Linked DNA regions of Mus musculus: regions 2, 3, 4, 5, 6 and 7 are each linked to region 1. Evidence: chromatin contacts called from public ChIA-PET, Hi-C and HiChIP or PLAC-seq data. All regions are on one chromosome and are shown on one strand. Each heading gives the region's core, a stretch centred on a gene start, on an enhancer-like site or on the middle of the called end of the contact. The rest is flanking DNA. Distances are from core to core; before and after follow the strand shown. Region 1 has its middle 31 kb from the start of Gm22521. Region 2 holds the start of Pvt1 (Pvt1 oncogene). Region 3 overlaps Pvt1 (Pvt1 oncogene). Region 4 overlaps Pvt1 (Pvt1 oncogene). Region 5 overlaps Pvt1 (Pvt1 oncogene). Region 6 overlaps Pvt1 (Pvt1 oncogene). Region 7 has its middle 66 kb from the start of 4930449C09Rik.

Region 1 (2,881 bases), core at 176-2,675:
GGGCCCTTTCCTTTTAGTGTGAACTGCTTCTGAAGGCACTGAAGGTCTTCTAGCGCTGGAGAAATCTCAAGAAAGGAAGTCTCTGTAGTCATTTGTTGTTCAGCTCTGAATTATCCAAAGCACTTGAATGTGGTACTTTGCCGAACTCTAGTGAGACTACGTGCAAATGAGGTTTCAAACGTTTCCAAAAAAATAAAATTAGATCACAATTGGTAACAATTTCCATCACCTAGAGAGCTAGGCAGTGGAAGAATAGGCCATCGTTTTGTACATGCGCATGTGGTAGCTTTCTGGGAAGAACATAAGAATCATCCTTTATAACCCACATAAAACACTTGTCTCCGTTTCTGTTCTTTCATTCTGCCCTGTTTCCTACCTTCATGACTCAGACCTTTTCCTGCTCCAAATGTATTGTACAGAGATGAACTTGACTAATAAACAACACATATTACAGGACAGTGCATGAAAAGAGATTGAGACAACATGTTATGGAAATTATTATCCTGAGAAGCCATAAAAATCCACACGCATCCATCCTGTGATAACTATGTGCTAAGTCACTGGGGAAGTATACTGTGTTTTCTTTATGAAACTGAACCGCTTTGAAGCCAAGGAAATAACTTCACCACATCTAACTCATAAGCAATTCTTTTGCCATACAATACATTTGGCCTGAATTAGCCTCCTAGGGCTGCTAGTCAACAAATGGTTTAAAAATAGACAGGCTTTGTCTCACAGTTAGATGTGTTCAGTGTCTAAGGTGTAGGTGTCAGCAATGTTAGATGTTCTGAGGACTGTGCAGCAACTTTGGCTCCACTTTTCTCCCTGAAATTCCTCTGGTTTTACTGATTATATATATGTATGTGTATATGTACATATACATATATACACATGCATTCATATACATATACATGTATATATTTAAAATTCCTTTGCCTGTGGATGCCACCTTCTTACAGGTTGAAAGTATTTAGAAGTTAGGAGAGAATAGAAAAACTCATCTTATTCAAAAACATTGTGTGGTGATCATATCCTCTTTTGACTCTATTTTTTTTTTCATGAAACTAAAATACAGCCTCACTGGCTCAGAGTGAAAGTGGAGTGTGGTAAGGATGTTTCTGTAAGCAGCCATGTATAAAGACAGAGAATTTTAAAGAGAGAAGGAAATAAGGAGGAAGTGTAAGAGATAATTGATTCAAAGAAAGGAAAATACTTAGCACTGGTGAGAAGGTAGTAGGAAGGTGGGTAGTTGTTTACCACATGCTTCTTTGAGTTACATGTGGCTGTAATACATGACAGAAATACAATTCAGAAAATGCTATTTCCTAGAAATGCACTTGGCCTTTCCTCTGCAGGGGTGTGAGAGAGAGCACCAGATGTTAGGGTTTGTCTACCCTAGTGTTCATGCATTGGTCTTCACCACTGTCCCTGGAAAGGAAATTATGGTAGATGAGGTAATCAAAGAGGAAGTGGAGTTGTATTTGGTCTGTGACACTCTCGAATGCCCATTGTTATTCTGTGACCTGATCTCAGAAACCTATCTGTGAACCTGTTGACCAAAGCAAGAGGGCTTAAGATGTCCACTATGCCCCATTTAGAGGCACATTACCAGCCAATATGCCCTCTTCAAGTAGGGACACATTGACATTAACTTTTAAAATGTATCTCCTCTGTTATTCTAGTCTTGATGCTAAAGATGTCCACTTTTTATTTTTTAACGACAGTTCCATGGTGGAGGATTCCAGAGTGTCATGATTTTGTTTCTCTATAACCGTCTTCATCTATGCATTCATTTGTCTGACATTCTCTGAATATGTGTGTGATAATTTTAATTACTACTGATAAAGCTATTTGATATGAATTATCTTGCAATCAGACATATAGAGTTGTAAATTATCTAGGGAAAATGTTTTTTACTATTATAAATTTAAAGAATTTAGACAGCAGTTTGTGTAGAAATTATTTATTCAATAAAAATCTTTATATTGTGTTAATGGGACTAGAAAATAACAATAAGATATTACACATGTGCTAGATGCTTATAATACTCTCAACATACATTGAAGAGTGTACAAGTGAAATATCCCATTTGGCTTGTTAGAAGTCCTACTGAAGAGACATAAATTAGGACAAGATGTGATGGATAAGCAAGCAAGAGGTAGTGTGAAGGGGAGATGCTGATAAAACTCATTACCCAGCAGTATAAAGGAGAAAAAAGACTCAGATTAATGAGAGGACACAGGAAGAAGAAAAGGGCATGAGACACAGCTGGCATATTAGAAAGAAATAGAATTATAAAACTAACCCAAATCCATAGCATAGCTGGTTTATATTCTGAAAATAAAAGGACACAGTGTATAAGAGAGTCACAGTCAGAAATGTAGCTAAAAGATCAGATTCGCTAAGAGAACAGGAGGGAGGAGAAGGAGAGCAGATGGGTGAAAACTAGTTAGAATACTTTGGAGATTCCATGGTATTTTGAAACAAAATTATGACCACAAAGTTCTAACTATGTAACCAGATTTAGAGGGAATGTTATGCTGATATTTTACTAATAATTGGATATACCCTTGAGGATGAAGGAGATGCCCAATATGATTGATGGATAGTTGGAAATGCTATCTAGTGAGATAATGACCAGAGAAATATATAGCTGATAACTGGGAGGGGTGTTTGGGTACATTGGCTTGGAGTTATCTATGAAACACTCAGACATCTATGCTATACCAGTGATTGGATATCTAGGTAGGGATCTCGATCTTAATAGAAGAGACTTAATTTTGCAATGTGAGTCTGAAATTCATAGTCTCTGAGGTGTTAATGAATCATCTATCACATAAAATAAGTAGAAGCCTTCAACCAAGAGGGTTCAAGGTCCCTG
Region 2 (2,966 bases), core at 263-2,762, 790 kb after region 1:
ATCCATCATGAACCTAGTTGAGTTCAAATAACCGTAAGGCACATCCTCACCTCCGAGATGTAACTAGCACACATCCAAGCACTGAGAGCAGGCCACCACGAGGTTTTTCCCAGTCATGGAGTCCATGTGACGTTTCTGATTTCCTGACAGCTTTGCTCCTTCTAAATCTTTTAAGAAGTCCCACTTGGAGCTCCAAGGATAGAAACACAAACGCTTTCCCACTGGCTAGAGCTTTAAGAAGGACTAGCTATGACCATAGGACTGTGCAAGTGAACAAGCCCAAACTTGTCACTGCCCATATGCAAAACAGGCCTGCAACATCCTACCACATGCACTTCAACAGAGACCTGCATCCTTAGCCCTCCCCAACACACAGACACACAGACAGACAAACAGACAGACAGACAGGCAAGCAGGCAGGCACACACACACACACACACACACACACACACACACACACACACATTTGGCTTTCTCTAGGTCAAATGACAACAACCCCTTAAAAACACAAGAGCAGAAAGGAAACAAAAACCTCACTTCTCCCTATACTCTCTTAAGTGATTTCTCTCCTTAAGCTTCTAGAACGTTCTGGAGAGCTCAAAAGGACAGATTATCACCCACTAGTAAACTAGTAAGAAAATCCATGATGTGTCTACACATAGGCACATGTAGCTTCATGGCTGCGCTTCCTGGAAGTCTGCACAGTTCTCCCACACCACTCATAGGTACAGCAGAAAATACTAGCCAAGAAAGGGCCAATCTAGTTAAAGCAACAAGCTATCCAAAAAGAATTAGCAAGGATGAAGGCGTGGGGGCCTTCCACGAACACAGGAACGCAATACAAAAGCACAGAAAGTTTCCTGACACAGGGAGTTTTAGGAGATCACCTTCTTTCTGCCCCGAGGGGGTGTCTCGGAGGAGGGCTGGCCAAGGATGGAGGGAGCATCACTAGACTAGACTCAGACTTCCAGTTTCGTAAATGAGGCCTCCAAACCACATCAGCGGCCCCAAATCTGCGCTGATTGCAGGGGGCGTCTCTCTCTTTTAGACCTGAGGAAATGGGCTCTTGATCAAGTGCATAAATCCAGAATTACCTCTATGTAGAGGCCATCCTGGGAAATCTCCCTCGCACCCACACTTCTCACCCACACCCAAACTCTCTGGCAATCTCGAGTCTAGTGATGAGGAAAAGTGCAAGGTTAACACGCGCTCGTGGGAATGCAAAAGCCACTTTCCTCTATCCAGACTCTGCATCCCTGGGCTCCAGAGTTTCCAGGGGATAAACTTGGAACTTACAAGAGGGTGGATCCAGCCGTGACTCCGAGGTCACCGGGGCTGCCAACATCCTTTCCACGCGGATATCCACTCGGGGGGCTCTGGGAATGCTAAGTTCGTAGCTTCTCTTCATCCTGGCCTTGCCGAGCCCGCTTGACCAGTGGGTCCATGTGCTCGGCGGCCACACGCGCTCTGCCTGGTAGAGCGCGGGGCTGGCGGGTGGCCCGTGACGTCACGGCGGCTCGCTCCCGGCCGCGGGGGAGGGGGAGAAGCGCGCGCCACCGGGCAGGCCGCGTGTGTCCCCGATCTCCTGGTGTCTGGAGGTTTCTGACCTGAGGGATCCAGCTCGCCCCTCTGCCTGCTGCCCTAGGCAATGAAGGGGCATCAAGCCTGAGAGGAGAACCGCATGGAGGTGGCGTGCCACTGAGGCTGCTTAATGCCCAGATGGCCCTAGTAGAGAGCACACTCTGTCAGTCCTGGGCTGGGAGGTTCTAGCTGCACTCAAACCTAGGTCCTACATAGGTCCCACACAGCCTGGGGCTATGCCCAGGCGAGGTCAACTAGCTTTCCCACCTCCCCTCCCCACCCTCCCCTCCCCCACACTATTCCTTTTTAAGGTAGACATCCCATCCCCCTTCACCTTGAAGCTTAGCAGTCTTCCCACTTTTCGGATAGGGAAGGAGACTCCAGTGAATTAAAAGGACCAAACTGCTCAGAAAATAGGTCAGTAGTTCCTACAGAAGACCCCCCCGAATCTGTTCTATTTCAGAACTCTCATCTGAGAGCAGTCCTGGGTACCATCCATCATCTGTGGTTCTGGAGAGAAGGACGTACTAAGCAAACTCTAGCTGAGAGAGGACCACCTGTCTGCAGCATCCTCCATTCTTGGTCCGTACAGGGTATTACACTAACCTCTCAAATGTGCAAAAGCCTCTGCAAAGAACGAAGGCTGGTGTGAAAGGCACGCGTATACCACGATATTCTTTTCGCTGTATTCAATCCAGCACCGAACAGGTGCACGTCTCTAGTACCATTTAGTCAAGCGCGGCAACGTGCTACAACCAGAAAGGGGAATGAAAGATGAGGTAGACTCAGATCCTAGAGGGAAACCGGAGTCCTGTGGAAAGCGGGTTGCATAACTAGGTGATACCAGGATCGCGGAAAGTAACGCGGGTCCACTCTTCTCTCAGCACACTATACCTCACTTTATTTCAATCTCTCAGAGAGTCTTTATCTCCTCCCTCCCTCTACGTTCCCCCTTCAATGTCTTCACTTTCATTACTTCTTAGCCACATGAAGATGTCTCTGTTGAAGAGAAAATTTACCATACTCGTGTGTGCCAGTGCGATATGCACGGATAATCGCGCTGTGTGTGGTTGGTTTCCACCCTGAGAGTGACCGAACAGATCTTCCGATTATCTCCTTCAGATTATCTCCTTCTTGTGCTAGAGAGTGAAGAGGGTTCTGAATTCTATGTCTGTATGTGCTTTCGATGTGTCAGACATTTCCCAAACCACCTGCTGCGACCTTGGGGAGAAGCAACCACAGGCTCTCAGAGGCCCAGTTTTAAAGACAACTTCAGTAACAAATCCCTGAAGATGCCACCTGCTCCTTCCAGTTAGTCCTGTACACTAGACCTCCCAACGGCTGAAGACCTTCACCCAGGTTCATTCAGCTTTAGTCTCGACCCA
Region 3 (3,085 bases), core at 90-2,589, 630 kb after region 1:
ATAACAAGGGAATGTTGCTGGAAATGTATTGATGGCTATCAGATTCTTAGACAGTTTTCAGAGTCTATGATCTTTCCAGAAGGCCCAACTGCTGGCATGCCAAGAGCTCAAGTGCTCAAAATCCAGAAAGAACATTCAGGGCAAAATACCCTGAGAAGAACAAAGCATTCAAATAGCAGCTGTACTGCCCAGGTTCCTGTCTCTCTTGGTCATCTCTGTCTTTCTAGAACTATATTTTCAGTGGTCATAGAAATCTCTAAACATTCTCAAAGCTTTCTTATTGCATTGAGTATTAAAGAAAAATGGATCCTTTTTTCAGTTTGCGGTGTATGTGTTCATGTGTGTGTATGACATGTGCTCCTGTGTTTGGGGAGGCCCCAGGTTACTATCGGGTGGTTTCTCAATTTCTTTCTGTCTTACTTATTACGATAGAGTCTCTCATTGAATCTAGAGTTCATTGGTTTGATTAAACTGGCTGGCCAGCAAGCCTTTAAGAGTTCCACCTCCCAGCCCTTAGTTGCTTACACAGTAAAGCAAGCGTTTTACTAATGGAGCCACTACCCAACCCCCTCATTCCTGTAAAATGGCTGAAAAGGCCAACCCCACCTCATTTGTGTTGTCTGTTCAGTCATTATCAGCGCCACCCACAACCAGCCATAGCTGGGCTGCTTCAGAGAAGCTAAAGAACTTATCAGAAATAACTGCTTGATTTGACATTAAGGGCAGAGTTGCAGAGAGGGACACTTCAGAAAACACTTCCCCACTTCAAATTAGTCATCTTCTAGCACTAATGAGAGTCTGAGGATATCACAAAATAATGAACTTCTTGGGCAATTCTAAATCAGGTGGAGGGGGGTCAGTATTCAGCACCAATCAGAAAGATTCTAAAATGTGAACTTGATAAAGAACATTTTTCTTCTTCTAAATAGAGTCTCACCATGTAGCCCTGGCTGTCCTAGAATTCTCTCTTTAGACCAGACTGGCCTCAAGCTCAGAGCTCTGAGTGCCTCTGCCTCCCAAGTGCTGGGATTACAGGTGTGTACCACGTGTCTGGCTCTTGTTCAAGAGCTTTAATATGTTGCTTAAAGAAGACAACCTCCTAGAGAAAACCTAGTCACATTCTGTATATGAAGCCTGTTGGTTTAGATGGTAGTACACTCAGCCTTGGGAGGCATGGGTGGAAAAGATAGCGCTTTTCACCTTACGAATACAATGTAATATTGCTTTCAGGCCCAGATGCTTTCCTGAAGGTTTCAGGACCAGCTGGCTCTCCACTGATCATCGCCTCCACATTTCCCAGAAGTCTGAAAGGGTAAACAGGGCTGCTCATTGGAAGGACTCTAGTGTTTAACAGAGTCTCAGGATGTATTCATTTACTGAATGGAGTCAAATGAGTGAATGAGTCATACCAGTAAAACAGAATGGGGGGAAAAAAAAGCAAGCAAGAAAGAAAGAAATCCTAACTCCAAGGCAACGCACTTGAATGCTTAGGTGCATAGGTAATTATGGAAACCTCAGTATGTGCCAGCAATGTGTAAGCCAGGGATAATGTTAAGAACAATCTTGTACTTAAAGGGCAATGATTATCTGCATTTCGTAACAAAGCAGGGTAGAAAGGGGGACAAAGAAGTGGTCTATCTCTCTTTTGAGCACGTTTCTAGAGTCAGCATGGCAGACAAAACCCTCTCAGAGCTGGACCTTGTTTCTACTTTGGACATGAGAGCCAGTGAGCTAATGAAAGGCAGTGTGGCTGTAGCCCGGCTTCCCTCACACCTCTCTGGCCTAGGTGCAGTGCGTGGCTCAGAACAGTCCATGGTAATACCTTGTAAAACCACAGGTGGAAGGCAAGGCGCCTGGCCCAGAGGAAACCCAGTAGTACTTTCTGAAAGGTAACCACTGACTCTCTAAATGTCAGAGGAGGCCCACTTGCACGTTAATTAAGAAGAGCCATCAATGGTTCTGGAAACTAGCCATCAAAGCCACCTGTGACTCTATTCTTGAGTAGAGAAGGTAACCAGCGACCAAGGCGACCTTTATCAGATGACTCACCACGCAAGTGCCGGGGATGTTGTCAACTTCAGTTTGTAAAACAGAAACCGAATGAACAAACCCGCTGCCGCCTTGCAGTCCTATCTGGCTACAAGTCTTGGGAGGGATACAGTGCAGACCAGCCCGGCATTAACTGAGAAGAGATGCAATTTGAACAGCCCTCCTGGTTCATATCATAGAGAGTTGATATGTGGCGATACATTGGAGGAACAGCGTCCTAACAATGGACTCCAATGGCCACGGGGATAATTCTTGTATCATTAAAATTTGTTTGGGTGTGTAGACAAACATTTGTAATCCAGACACTTGGGGAAAAGGATTGAGAGTTCGAGGTCAGCACTACCCTGTCTGCGGGGTAAAAATAATCAACTCAAGTCCCTGCCATGGATACACCAATTTGAGCCAGGACATACAAGGCATACAGTAGTCACAAACTGGGAAGCTGGGTCAACAGTAAGTCCAATGACATCTCCCCTGCTTCCACGTGTGCTTAGAACATTAGCTTAGTGGAACTACAGTCTCTTTTTGAATTCCTGTCAATCTATCCAGCAGTCAAAAGAAATCCTTGCTGCCCAGCCTTGGAAATAGTGATGATTTTTCTAAAATCATGTCTTATTATACTAGGGTTCTTGCCAGAGTCTACTTTGACTGTCAAAACCTTGTAAGTTAGAAAGACTGAGTTGGAGCATGCTCACCAGGATAACACACACATATTTGAATTCAAAGAGAAATGGCATGCCGTCTTCAACATGATAAAGATCGCCCCTCTGCCTTTGGTCACTTCAAGGTCTGATGACAGAAACCATAGTACTGGATGGTAGTTTGCCCAATAACCTTTAGATCTGCATGCTTCCCATCCACATAAGCGTACGTTTAGATCGGCCCTGCCACTGGATTTACCAAATGTTTGGAGATTTTGTAGTGTGCTTCCCAAGGCCTCATGCTGTACAGCTGTTTTCTCAAAAATAAGTTTTGAAAAATCACAGAGCTCCAGGGAGAGGTCCATTTAATAGCAACTGAGTTCTTAATGACTTTA
Region 4 (2,919 bases), core at 384-2,883, 610 kb after region 1:
CCTCTGCGTTGCTTTGGTCATGGTATTTTATCACAGTAATAGAAAGGTAACTACCGCATTCTATGTTCATAGCTCCTAGTAGAACAGATACCCATTTGCATTAAGTGTCAAAAAAGGGAATGGGGAACTTCCTAGAACTCAGATGCTTGCTGAATCTGCCTCTGGGAACCCCAGAGACCTTCATGGAGAAATTCTGGGTGTCAGCTATTCCTCTAATCACCCTGAAAATCTTGAAGATGTATATCACAGCATCTGCTTTATCAGTTAGATGGATAAGGAAAGTCTATTGGCTGTCACATTTTCCACATAGAAGAAACATTTATAGATAAGAAAAAAAAAATCACCTAAGGTCAAATGGCAAACCAGGCTCTAACACAGGAGCTCATTTCTTATTTTTTATAAACACGTATGAGATCCACATCACATGGAATAAGACTATTAAATGAGTGATATACATGTCTGAAGTGACAATAAATACAGAAATGATTACGCACACACATACACACATACACACATACACACACACACACACACACACACACACACATACACACACACACCTCCCCCACTATAGATAGTGCATGTGTGTATCTTTGTGCCCGTGACTACATATATTAGCAAATGTGTTTCTTAAAAGTTTTGTTCTGCCGGGCATGGTGACGCACACCTTTAATCCCAGCACTTGGGAGGCAGAGGCAGGTGGATTTCTGAGTTCGAGGCCAGCCTGGTCTACAAAGTGAGTTCCAGGACAGCCAGGGCTATACAGAGAAACCCTGTCTCAAAAAACAAACAACAACAACAACAACAACAAAGTTTTGTTCTTGCTTGTCTGAATTTCCTAAATTATAGAATGAGTATTTACTGCTTTTTTTTTTTTAAGTTAAACAGTAAGAATGGAAGTTCTACTTCCTTTTCTCAGCTGGATCTCTGACTGGGAGCACAACAAGGATCTAGAGAGTGCAGCGGAGCTTCTGTACTGTTTCCTATGCTCTTGACCATTTCTTTCTATGCGATGATGCACCATGCGACACCTAGGATGATACAGTATCACTGTAGAACTCACATAGAGTAGCATTGCCAGCTGCTGTTCTTTGTAGAATGCTTATACTGGCCTAGCCCATAGTACCTCTTTGTCCATCGCTAGTGTCAATCAATGTACTGGGTGAATGTCCATGTACAGAAGAGGAAAATGAGGCATCCTTGTCTCCTCACAGTCACAGAACCCAGCCAGCTCATTACATTCCCACTGCCAGAGATCCTTGGTGGAGACAGGCTGTGGACTGAATGGCGTGGGTAAGAGAAGAGAGAGGGTTTACTCATGGAAGGAGTAGTTCCCAGAAAGGATCAAGACTATGGGAACAGCCCCAGCCAGCAGCCCCAGATGGTATGTTCATGCCAGCTGAGGTGAATATCTGGGCATTTCTGTCCAGGGCCTCAGGGTATCCAGGTGTGGGAAGCCACCAAGACAGGAAGCAGCTACCAGGACCCTGATACCCAACCTTCATGATTGGCCAGCTTGGTTGGCTGCCTGTCAGGACTTCTAAAGGGTGAATGAAGAGGCTGGCTAAGTCTGCCTGAAACCAAGATGCTTAAACAAAGGGAGGCCACTGTGGGCTAAGCTGGCAGAAGTCCATGGCGGGGACAGAGGGCAGGAAACAAGAGTCACAAAGTAAGAGGGGGAGGAGGGGAGGCGTGTACAAGGTGCTATCTGCGTTGGGCATTCTCTGCCCACAGGAGGGAGACAGAATGTGAACAGGAGGCCATAGCTGGTGAGAAAGCTGTGAGGAGGTCTGAGCTGTGAGGTAGGTAGAAGTCAGCAGAGAGCAAACCTTTCTTGTTCTGTTTCCTTTTCTTTTTCGTTTTCTCCTTGAGGGGTGGCAATAATATTTATTTGGTTCTACTTTCTTTTCTTTTCTTTTTTTTTTTTTTTTATTACACTGTCACTGTCTTCAGACACAGCAGAAGAGGGAGTCAGATCCCATTACAGATGGTTGTGAGCCACCCTATGGTTACTGAGAATTGAACTCAGGACTTGTGGAAAAGCAGTCAGTGCTCTCATCCACAGAGCCATCCCTCTAGTCCCTTACTTATGTGGTTCTAAACAGTGCCTCTGGGAATCTAAGGTTGACTCGAACTCACTACATAGCAGAGGATGGCCTTGAACTTCGGATCCTTCTCTCTCCACCTCCTACGGTCTGGGCTTATAGTCATGTGATATCCCCTGGGTTTACTTAGTGTCTGGATTAAATCCAAGGCTTTGTGAATGACTCACTTAACCAGTAGAGGCTACTTGCTCAGTCCAAGAGCAAACCTGTTTGCAAGACATTGAAGGAACTCCTTTAGGTGTCTATACATTCCAGAAATTTCCTCACATGGGTCTCTTTCCATCCTTCATGACTGCTACACCAGTCATAGGAGCACCCAGGGCCCAGCCAGGAGTCCCTCTGGGTTAGCTTCCCTCAGACATCCCTACCAGGATCAGGTAGGTCAGCTGAAGGTCTGTTGTGGATCAAAACAAATTAGTGTTCCATGACACTAACTCGATCAAATATCTCCCCTCCTGATGCCACCATAGGACGTGACCCTGCAGGTGACTTACCTTCAGGAGCAGTAAGGGCAGTACGGACACTAAGAACATCATGTATGGGCAGGTAGGATGTTACAAGTTAGGACTCCTGGCTGAGGCCAAGTGTTCCTCTAGCAGAGGATTCCCTCACCTAAGAACTTCATTTCTAGGTATGGAAGGAGTTGACTGTTCCAGGGGAAGGAGATGTGAAGGATGAAGCATTGGTCCTGGTATGTCCTAACTCCCACCTGGAGAGTGCCACCACCACTGTTGCAGAGTCACAATAGGAGAAGCAGGAGTCACATGAAACAGATGGTATAGGACTACTACATTAGAACCCAGATTCAAGTCAC
Region 5 (2,934 bases), core at 146-2,645, 650 kb after region 1:
AACACCAAAGAAATGAACACATTACTGTGTGAGCCAGCACTGAGCACGAAGCAGTAATCAGTCCCACGCAGCATCATGTTTCTTCCCTGGCACACAGCAGTCACTCATTCCTTGCACATATTCCTGTTTTCAGAAGATAGATGGGCTAAATCTTACAGAGCTGTCCAACCTTTTGCTATTGCGATATGATAGTGTCATCTATGAAAGTAGTGAACTGCATTAACAGCTATCGTAAGACTCAAGTGGCCTATTGGCCACAGGTTAGACACACCTGGTTCCAAATGGCTAAACTAGTATCCTGGGTAACACCTAAGGGTGTCAAAGATTTGATCACTAATTGGTGAGGTCATATATCCTTGACTCCCCAGCACAGCTAAAAAAAAAAAAAAAAAGCCATCGAGGAAAAACACCCTCAAGAAATGCAACTCAGGCAGTGTGTGAAGCCTTTCCTCTGCACAGCGGTGACCTAAAGAGAATGGCAGGGACTGCTATCAGTCCCAGTTAGGGCTTAAGAAGCCAAGGCTCAGAAGAGCCATGAACAGAACATTGGGGCTCCACAGAGGAGAAGCTCGGAGGGGTAGGGGAAGGTATAGCTTCTACAAACTGGGAACTGGAAGACGGGATGCTCTCAGGTCAGTGAGGGCCACTATGATTCTATGGAGAAAGGCTATTTGTCCCAAGAACTCTGGTTTCTAAGCCAAGCTCCCTGAGCAGTAGGCACACATGGGGTCAGGGTAACATCATGTGCGAAGAATGGAGCAGATAACAGGTGTAAACATGGTCACTGGTGAAACTGAGGATTCGGTGAAGTGTGGGAGGAAGAAGGGTCCTAGAAGGTCGATGGTGCCGGTAGATTTCCCTGAACCATGAGAAGCCCGTCATCTCACTGTTGTCCACCTCAAACTTTCCTTTTCATACCTACCCTTGCATTCACCTTTCTTTTATAAGAACCTTCCTACCATAGGGGTGTCAAGTGATGAAGTCACCACCCAAAGTAGTTTCATTTCTCCAACCTCAAAACCCTCCTTTCCTGCCGCACACTCACAGCTTGTCACCCAGAACATCAAAGCCATTGCTTTCCGGAAAGCTTCTCTGATCACCTGGGTGACTTGTGGAGATAAAAACAACCTACCCCACACTAGAGATCATCTACTTCCTGCTATGTCTTGGTCAAGGCAAGAGCTGGAAAATGGGGCCAGAGTGTACCAACAAACACTTCCCAAAGAGTTGTAAGGTCCCAACCCAAAAGCACTTTCTACCAAGGGCTCTTGCCAAGGCAGACAGTTGTACCAAGCTATCTCTGTCTTTTTCAAATAGAAACTATAATGGTCTCATGTTCACTCTGTAGAGTCTCTACTTACTGAACTGTAATGACAGCTCATTTGCATACAGGAAAAGTAAGTCAAGCAGTTACACACACTCTGGGCTGTAGTTTTTGGTGACTCACAGAAGAAAGCGTATAGATTATTTCCATTCGGCTCCATCCTCCAATTACTTAAGTGATGGAAAGTCACAGAGCCAATGGGACCCCTGGGGAAGTTCCAAGCTACTGGGAATTCAAACAGTTAATGTAAGTTTAGCAGGGAGTTTCCCGTGGTGCACAGGTGCACCATCAGGTGGGCCGTGATGGAGAGTCCCACCCCTGAGACACCTCGCACCTCATCTCAAGAAATGATCTTCTAGAAAGACAAGGAAATACCGAGTCCCAGGGCCCATGATCCAGGAAGTCACATCTCCAGGTCTACTCTTCCAGGAAGCCAGTGTTGAACCTACCTCATATTATAAACTTCCTATTTGTAGCCATGGTGCACGACTCGTATAAGGAGCTCAGTAGTAGAACATTGTCCAAATAGTAACCACTTGCTGAATGAATAGTGCTTGGGTGAAAACATTCCCTAAATACTGATTGCTTATTTTGTGCTAGGTACCATGCATCCATCATTAAAAACAGTTGCTTGGTACAACCAACTGACACTCAGCTGCCAGCTTCTTTGGAGACAACTTTAGCTGAACAGGGTCAGACTCAAGTATCCTTCCAGGCAAAGCTACATTGTCACTGATCAACCGTCATGCCACCACAATTCAGGACAGTTCTCAAAGAGCATTCTAGTGTGGTCTATGCAGAGCTCTCTCTGAGGCTATGCTATGCTCAGACACCTTCACAGCTTGATGGCTCCTTCCAATCCTGATTCCTTCCATGCGTTTCACAATTGTTGATCCCAATGTACTCCAGAGTAAGCATCCTGCTTATTAACCTACACACTGATACCTGCCTCAGAGAAAAATTCAGCATGTAAGATGCAGGATCTCATGACCCATCTGTGGTGGCCCAGGCCTGTAACCCCAGCATTCAGGCAACTGAGATATGACGATTAGTAATTCAGGCTAGCCTGGGTTAGATGGAAAGTTACAGGCCAACGAGGGTAGTTTTTTATTTGTTTTTGTTTTGTTTTGTTTGTTTTTTTACTTTGTTTATTTGGGTTTTTGTTTTGTTTTGTTTTTAATGATGGATTCTCAAGGCTCTGTGTTATCACATAAAAGCTCTAGTAAGGCAGGTAACATCCCTATAGATGAGGAAACAATGCATCGACAAGAGTATGGGATTCAAGGCTCACAACTATGACTAATGAGCAGGAGCTATGAAAAAGGTTCAGATCTTCATGTTTGTTGCAGTGTGTGCCTAAGTCCTAGGCCATTAGAGTCATACATGGTCTATCTTTGTTCCCCCAGCACACTATTCATGAAATAGCATAAGCAAAACGTTCCTCATGTGATTAGATGATGATTGGATGGACAGAATGTAATGTAATCATATATTTGTTGAACAAGGAAGTCAGCTGAACCTGCTATAGCATAAACGACCAACCACAGTGATTTGACACTCAGTGTGCAAAGCTTGGTGAACCTTTGGTTGTATAATGTGTAGGATTTAAT
Region 6 (2,809 bases), core at 13-2,512, 730 kb after region 1:
TGGAGGGGGGGCAGGGGCGGGTAGTAGTAGGGGGATGGGAAACGGTGGTCAGGACTTAACATATGAGAGAATACACCTTTTTTTTCCATTTTTTATTAGGTATTTAGCTCATTTACATTTCCAATGCTATACCAAAAGTCCCCCATACCCACCCACCCCCGAGAATACACTTTTAAGTGAAAAGGAAGAAACAAACCAAAAAGAATAAATAAATAAAGGGCATAGAATTAAAAAGATGCCTGTGTTCAGAGGAAGGAAGAAGATCTGGAACCATTAAAAATAAAATTCTCCTGTGGCACCTGTGTGTCTTCACACAGTGCTTATTTCTAAGTGTTGAGATTCAGACCCTGAGCAAGCAGCTGAAGTGCCTATTTAACATTCCAAAGTGGATCTGACCTCCGGTTCTCCCAGCATCCCTCAGTCCCTACCTGTTACGGAGCATGGCTGGCAAGCCCCACCCTCTATGCTGAACTTTCCAGCCCTCTATGCTGAACTTTCCACCCTCTATGCTGAACTTATCCAACCCCTGAATAATGTCTAACCTAACACCATCATACTGGGGTGCTCGGAATTAAATGAGCTGATATTTGCAAAAGGCTGGGATGGCAGCCTAGTTCGAAGAAATGCTCTCCTATCCTATGCTAGACAGAATAATTATGTATGTTATAATCAGAAAATGTAAAAGTCAGGAAAAAAAAAATAAAGATAACCAAAGACAGAAGGGATCAAAAACATCAACGTAAGGAGCCTTTAATGACGCTTTGTGACGGTTTAGAATGGTCTACCCAAACCTAGCCAAGTCTAACTATGTTATGGAGGTGGTAAAAGCAGTTAACCTAAACATCTGGGACACTCACAGAATGATAGGTAGGTAGGTAGATAGATAGATAGATAGATAGATAGATAGATAGATAGACAGACAGACAGACAGATGTTGAATAAAAAGTGACGTTTACAGTGATGTTAGCTCAAGGCAGGGCTTTTCAGGCCATTTCCCCTGGTCTCACCCTGTGCCCCTATTAATCATCTCCCATTCCAATAACATATGTGCATAAGAAATGAGATTCAACCACCTCAAGTACTGTTTTCAGTATATACTTTTCACCAGCAGCCACGCTGGAGTCAAAGAGGGCCTGGCCTGGAAGGAAAGGCAGGGAGGAAGTGCTAGCTCAGCAGAACTAGCCTCTCCTAGCAGAGCATCCTCAGAGCTGAGCAGAGGCTGCAACCGAGCTTCCCACTCATTGTTATTCCAACCAGGTGTCTGCAGGCAGGCAACCCCAGGATACTGCAGAGGAATGTGAGCTTCACACCAGATCGGAAGCAATGCCCCCTCCCAATTGCCCAGCACCCCTTCCTGGTGTAGGAGGAAATGAGGGGTGGGGGTGGGCTCCAAGCAGAGTTGCAGATGAGCCAGGCTTGCACATAAAAGATCTTTCGTGGCTGCTCTGTCTGGGCCTCTTCCTCCCCTCCTTACTTACTAAGCAAGGGTGCCCCTCCCCTTCTTCCTCCCCGACAACCTGACCTTGGCAGAGGCCAAATACAAGCCTAGGCAGCATCTGGCCATTCCTTGCATTCTGCAGAGCAGGCTGAGAGGCTTGAGAAGGGCAAGTGAGGCTGCTGAGCCTTTCCATGAGGTGAGCAATCCTGGCCCCTGTGTGTCGATAACAGGTGAGCTTGGTTTTACAAAGGTATTTAGTATCATCCCAGGAGGGGAATCCAATCCTCACACATACACAGTATTATGGAAATTGCCATAAAGGCTTTTTCTAATGAAGCCTAAGGCCTCTCATAAAGGTGAGTGAAGCCACCCCAGTGAGCAGCTTCAATAAGCCAGAGGCAGGCAAGATGCTCTGTTTGTATCCACATCTGGGTGCACCAGAGCGCACCCAGAAAGGCAATAGCACATGCGGCTCCCTCTCCCTTGGGCACATCAAATTAATGTTCCTCTTTCAGCCCACTATTGTCTCTATGACATGGAGTTTTCTCCTCCTTTCAACCTTATACTCATCTCTAAGCAATCAGGCTCCCACCGGACACGGAAAGAGAGGGCAGTTTGACTGGGACACAGATAAAGATAAGACACAGCAGGACCGGCTGTGCAATATATATAGCAAGACAGTAAAGACTGGGCACTTGATAGGCGGGAAGCACTAAAATCAATTCAGAAAGCACAAAGATCTCTGTTGGGGCTGCCCCACCCCCACCCTGCCCTGATATCACACTCTTGAAGTCAGTCAAGGAAGTGTAGTGATGAGGCAGCCACAGTCTCCACAAAGGAAGACGAAGCAACAGTTTGGACACACTTTCAGGAAGGAAAAGGAACGTTTTGGACCATGAGCCAGAGGTGCTCACCCATCGGAGCTAAAGCACTTCCAAGATGCTCAAAGGACTATCAAGCACACAGCCCAAGGATCCTAACAGCGAGGCATGACAGGAAGGGACTTACGTCTGCAGCAACACTAGGTGATGTCACCCAAGCCAGATGCTCAGGTAAGGGCTGGGCAGACTATCACAGAAGAGGTAATGTGCACACAACACAGGGCCTTTTCTCTTACCTATCCTCAACTCCAGGTTACTTAGCCATCCTGCTACGCTAGCACACTGATCTCATAGGCCTCAATGGTCACACTCAAACAAAGGACCACCTGGCATTGGCACACCCTAAGGACCCTTTCAGTTACTGCTTCATCACCCATTCCTTGTAGGCTAAAGCAAATGTGACCGCCAGATGCTTTGAATATTATATCTACACAAGCCTTTCAGCACAGTTTTGGAAACAGAAAAGTCCAAGATAAATGTCCCCAGCCAT
Region 7 (2,917 bases), core at 271-2,770, 830 kb before region 1:
CTCCCACTGTGGACTCAGACTATTAGACATGAAAACCCATTGTTTCCCACCAATCCCAGACCCCCCTTGAGAAGAGCCACGTGTGTGTAATCATAGGTTCTCATATTAATTCCCCTGGGACCACAACATTCCCAGTTGGTGTACACGTAGTGCCACTACATCCTTGGACTGACAGGTACTTTGGTTCCATTTTCTGGTCTAATTCTCTGGCTGATATTTGGGTCCATCTTTCTACGATCCTCTCAACTGTTCTAACGACACAAAGTTCCATTTTGGGAGTTGTACCAGGCCACCTTGGGAAAACAAAATCTGTCTCCATTTCTCAATTGCCATTTGAGGGTCCAGCGGAAAGAACACAAATTTGAACAAACAGTATTTCATTGTATATTCAACAGAGAAACACACTCTTGTATGTCAACATTACGAGGAAGGCTGAGGATAGCTTTATAGTTTCTCTGAGGAAACGATCGTTCAGTTGGTACAAACGCTTATAGGACTTTTTATCTTACTCTTCATAGCCACTGGTCCCTGAAGAGAAGCTCTTTTATCACACTGGATTTCTCTGTTTCCCACTTGAGAACCTTAACCCCTTGGAGTAGGATCTATGCGCTTTGTAATCCAGAAGTTTTTATTCGGATACCATACTCATTTCTATCCTGGCACATGTTAGCAAGAGAAGAGTAAAAATTGTTAATTCATGGGAGAAAATAACAGCATTAATGAATGTATAGATTTACAAAGACACACATATACCATACTCATTTCTATCCTGGTACATGTTAGCAAGAGAAGAGTAAAAATTGTTAATTCATGGAGAAAATAACAACATTAATGAATGTATAGATTTACAAAGACACACATATACCATACTCATTTCTATCCTGGTACATGTTAGCAAGAGAAGAGTAAAAATTGTTAATTCATGGAGAAAATAACAGCATTAATGAATGTATAGATTTACAAAGACACACATATACCATACTCATTTCTATCCTGGTACATGTTAGCAAGAGAAGAGTAAAAATTGTTAATTCATGGGAGAAAATAACAGCATTAACGAATGTATAGATTTACAAAGGCACACATCATTGGATTGCTTTTGAACCCCATTCTCACTCCCCAGTCCTGTGCACCTAGGAGATACAGCATATAGCTTAGGTTGTTATGTATGCAAGGGGATTTAGAAGAGATCCTTTGGAGGAATGTCATATTTTAAAGATGGAGCTACTTTAAAAAAAAAAAGAGTCTCTCTGACCTTGAGTAAGCAACTTTATACACCATCTTACATGGCTGGTTTTAAATTGTCTGTTAGAGGCCACAATGGTAGCTGTTCTGCCAGGCCCTGAGACTGTTCAAGGGATGAAGCGAGATAATGCAGGTGAAGTCTTAAGTACTGGCTTAAGGGCAGCTGTGTGCGTAGTGTTTGAAAAATGTGCGCACTGGGAGCAGGAGGCTTGATTTCAAGCCTCCAGGCTGCACATCTTGAAGCTGAACTATGTTCAGGGTGAATCAAACAATTCCAAATACTGGCAGCAGGGGGCGCTCTTGCACTTTCCTTAGATTGTCCTAATCGGCTAAGAGGAGGAAACAACTTTTTGTCTCCATTTTCTAATTTAGTTCTTGGGTCCATTTGGGTGTGGAGGACAACATTGTGTCCGTTCACTGGGATGGTCCAGCCCATGAATTTCCAAAATGGCAGCAGTCTGATCTAGATTGATTTTGTTTTTATCTGTGCTTTGTGTAGGTGCCACAGACAATCTGGGTCCCTGGTCTGGCATGTAGGACAGATAGGTGCTGACCCTGTGACCTAAATTTCACAAGAAGAGTCCAGGTCAACAAAGAGTTTGATAGTTCGAGGGGCCAAACTGTCTTCTGGCTTGTTCATGATCGACCTGTGGTAGCATGGTGTGTAGCAGTAGCGGGGATATTCTGCTGTACTGTCAGGAATGAAGATGAGATGTGGAATGTGGGTCCTAGGGGGTACATCTTAAAAGCCCTAGCTAGTGTGGATGGGTCGTTATGGGACGGCATCAATGAGTAAATGAGTCCATGTTGCATCATTGCCATCTTATCATGGACACTGGAAGCCTTGAAGATAAATGAGAAAGGTGTGAGACACATATGGCATATATGGGTTTACAGAAACTCAGCTCAGGCCTCACACTCTGGTATGCTTTGTGCTGGTCTTTGATGTGTGTGTGTGTGTCAGAGTGGGGGTTAGGGGTTTCTACACCATACCCCTTTTGTTGATACTGACAATATAAAACCAAGAGGACAGTATAAGTAATTTTCCCAATGCAACTGACCAAGTTTTTTAAAAATGTGTATCATATACATATGTGTCTATATATGGCATATATGTATATATCATATATAAAATATATTTTAGACATAGTGCCAAAAGTGTGTGTGTATATACATACATATATATATATATATATATATATATATATACACATGTATATATATGTATATACACACACACACACACACACACACACATATATATATATATATATATATATATATATTCATTCAATTCTTGGATTGCAACCAATTAAGCCATTAAAGCGAGGTAAGTTGTTCCTTTAATCTGTGAATTTCATGTGAGTTTTACTAATGTCCCAATCACAAATCATGCCAAAATGAGGAGCTGAGTCCCACATTAAACTTGAGTTTCGTTAGCCTCCTTAAGCTCAGAAAAGCTTCCTGTCTTTTGCGACAATACTACCTTGGAAGGACACAGATTGAGGTATGTTGTAGACTCTTCCTCAAGCCAGTTTTCCCCACGATGCCTTGTGATCAGATTCAACTCCCGCATTTCTAGCCCCAGCATCGTGGAAGGGCTACTGTGTCTTTTCAAGCACTATGGTGGATACACATAATGCCAGCTTCCCTCATTACTGGTGATGTGAGC

What was found. HiChIP or PLAC-seq counts read pairs in DNA pulled down with a chosen protein or histone mark. Hi-C and Micro-C count contacts between places; a contact is called where the count stands out from the background. ChIA-PET counts read pairs in DNA pulled down with a chosen protein or histone mark.
Region 2: a contact with region 1 is called in an H3K4me3 HiChIP or PLAC-seq map of the SCID.adh cell line, with 12 read pairs. The contact joins the promoter of Pvt1 here to the enhancer-like site in region 1. A contact is called at or near these places in 5 of 115 datasets of contacts at active chromatin or transcription factors (the 230-238 cell line, CD8 T cells, the SCID.adh cell line and 2 more).
Region 3: a contact with region 1 is called in a Hi-C map of Th1 cells, with 3 times the contacts expected there. The contact joins two enhancer-like sites. A contact is called at or near these places in 2 of 484 Hi-C or Micro-C datasets (B cells and Th1 cells) and 3 of 115 datasets of contacts at active chromatin or transcription factors (CD8 T cells, effector CD8 T cells and memory CD8 T cells).
Region 4: a contact with region 1 is called in a BATF HiChIP or PLAC-seq map of CD8 T cells, with 10 read pairs. The contact joins two enhancer-like sites. A contact is called at or near these places in 2 of 115 datasets of contacts at active chromatin or transcription factors (CD8 T cells and memory CD8 T cells).
Region 5: an RNA polymerase II ChIA-PET map of memory CD8 T cells shows a contact between it and region 1, with 63 read pairs. The contact joins two enhancer-like sites. A contact is called at or near these places in 4 of 484 Hi-C or Micro-C datasets (B cells, the G1E-ER4 cell line, Th1 cells and 1 more) and 6 of 115 datasets of contacts at active chromatin or transcription factors (CD8 T cells, Th17 cells, Th2 cells and 3 more).
Region 6: a BATF HiChIP or PLAC-seq map of CD8 T cells shows a contact between it and region 1, with 7 read pairs. The contact joins two enhancer-like sites.
Region 7: a CTCF HiChIP or PLAC-seq map of CD8 T cells shows a contact between it and region 1, with 15 times the contacts expected there. The contact joins two enhancer-like sites. A contact is called at or near these places in 2 of 15 datasets of contacts at CTCF or cohesin (CD8 T cells and large pre-B cells), 19 of 484 Hi-C or Micro-C datasets (the 63-12 cell line, the AML12 cell line, B cells and 11 more) and 5 of 115 datasets of contacts at active chromatin or transcription factors (the 230-238 cell line, CD8 T cells, DN3 thymocytes and 2 more).

The regions. Positions count from the first base shown.
Region 1 is chr15:62,822,590-62,825,470 of GRCm38.p6, reverse strand. No RefSeq gene overlaps it. Among named protein-coding and RNA genes, the nearest start is that of Gm22521, 31 kb to the right of the region's middle. Within about 2 kb of position 1,425, at least 41 of the 459 cell types and tissues checked have an H3K27ac peak or open chromatin away from gene starts, as enhancers often do. A contact at or near this core is called in the 230-238 cell line, the 63-12 cell line, B cells and 8 more, where this site is marked.
Region 2 is chr15:62,036,532-62,039,497 of GRCm38.p6, reverse strand. Pvt1 (Pvt1 oncogene) reads right to left here and starts at 1,512. Exons shown (of 5, transcript NR_132747.1): 1 at 1,297-1,512.
Region 3 is chr15:62,188,730-62,191,814 of GRCm38.p6, reverse strand. All of the region lies in intron 2 of Pvt1 (Pvt1 oncogene), which reads right to left. Among named protein-coding and RNA genes, the nearest start is that of Pvt1, 150 kb to the right of the region's middle. Within about 2 kb of position 1,339, at least 53 of the 459 cell types and tissues checked have an H3K27ac peak or open chromatin away from gene starts, as enhancers often do. A contact at or near this core is called in CD8 T cells, Th1 cells and memory CD8 T cells, where this site is marked.
Region 4 is chr15:62,208,840-62,211,758 of GRCm38.p6, reverse strand. All of the region lies in intron 2 of Pvt1 (Pvt1 oncogene), which reads right to left. Among named protein-coding and RNA genes, the nearest start is that of Pvt1, 170 kb to the right of the region's middle. Within about 2 kb of position 1,633, at least 25 of the 459 cell types and tissues checked have an H3K27ac peak or open chromatin away from gene starts, as enhancers often do. A contact at or near this core is called in CD8 T cells and memory CD8 T cells, where this site is marked.
Region 5 is chr15:62,167,947-62,170,880 of GRCm38.p6, reverse strand. All of the region lies in intron 1 of Pvt1 (Pvt1 oncogene), which reads right to left. Among named protein-coding and RNA genes, the nearest start is that of Pvt1, 130 kb to the right of the region's middle. Within about 2 kb of position 1,395, at least 65 of the 459 cell types and tissues checked have an H3K27ac peak or open chromatin away from gene starts, as enhancers often do. A contact at or near this core is called in B cells, CD8 T cells, Th1 cells and 4 more, where this site is marked.
Region 6 is chr15:62,091,489-62,094,297 of GRCm38.p6, reverse strand. All of the region lies in intron 1 of Pvt1 (Pvt1 oncogene), which reads right to left. Among named protein-coding and RNA genes, the nearest start is that of Pvt1, 55 kb to the right of the region's middle. Within about 2 kb of position 1,262, at least 115 of the 459 cell types and tissues checked have an H3K27ac peak or open chromatin away from gene starts, as enhancers often do. A contact at or near this core is called in CD8 T cells, where this site is marked.
Region 7 is chr15:63,651,349-63,654,265 of GRCm38.p6, reverse strand. No RefSeq gene overlaps it. Among named protein-coding and RNA genes, the nearest start is that of 4930449C09Rik, 66 kb to the left of the region's middle. Within about 2 kb of position 1,520, at least 38 of the 459 cell types and tissues checked have an H3K27ac peak or open chromatin away from gene starts, as enhancers often do. A contact at or near this core is called in the 63-12 cell line, the Ba/F3 cell line and CD8 T cells, where this site is marked.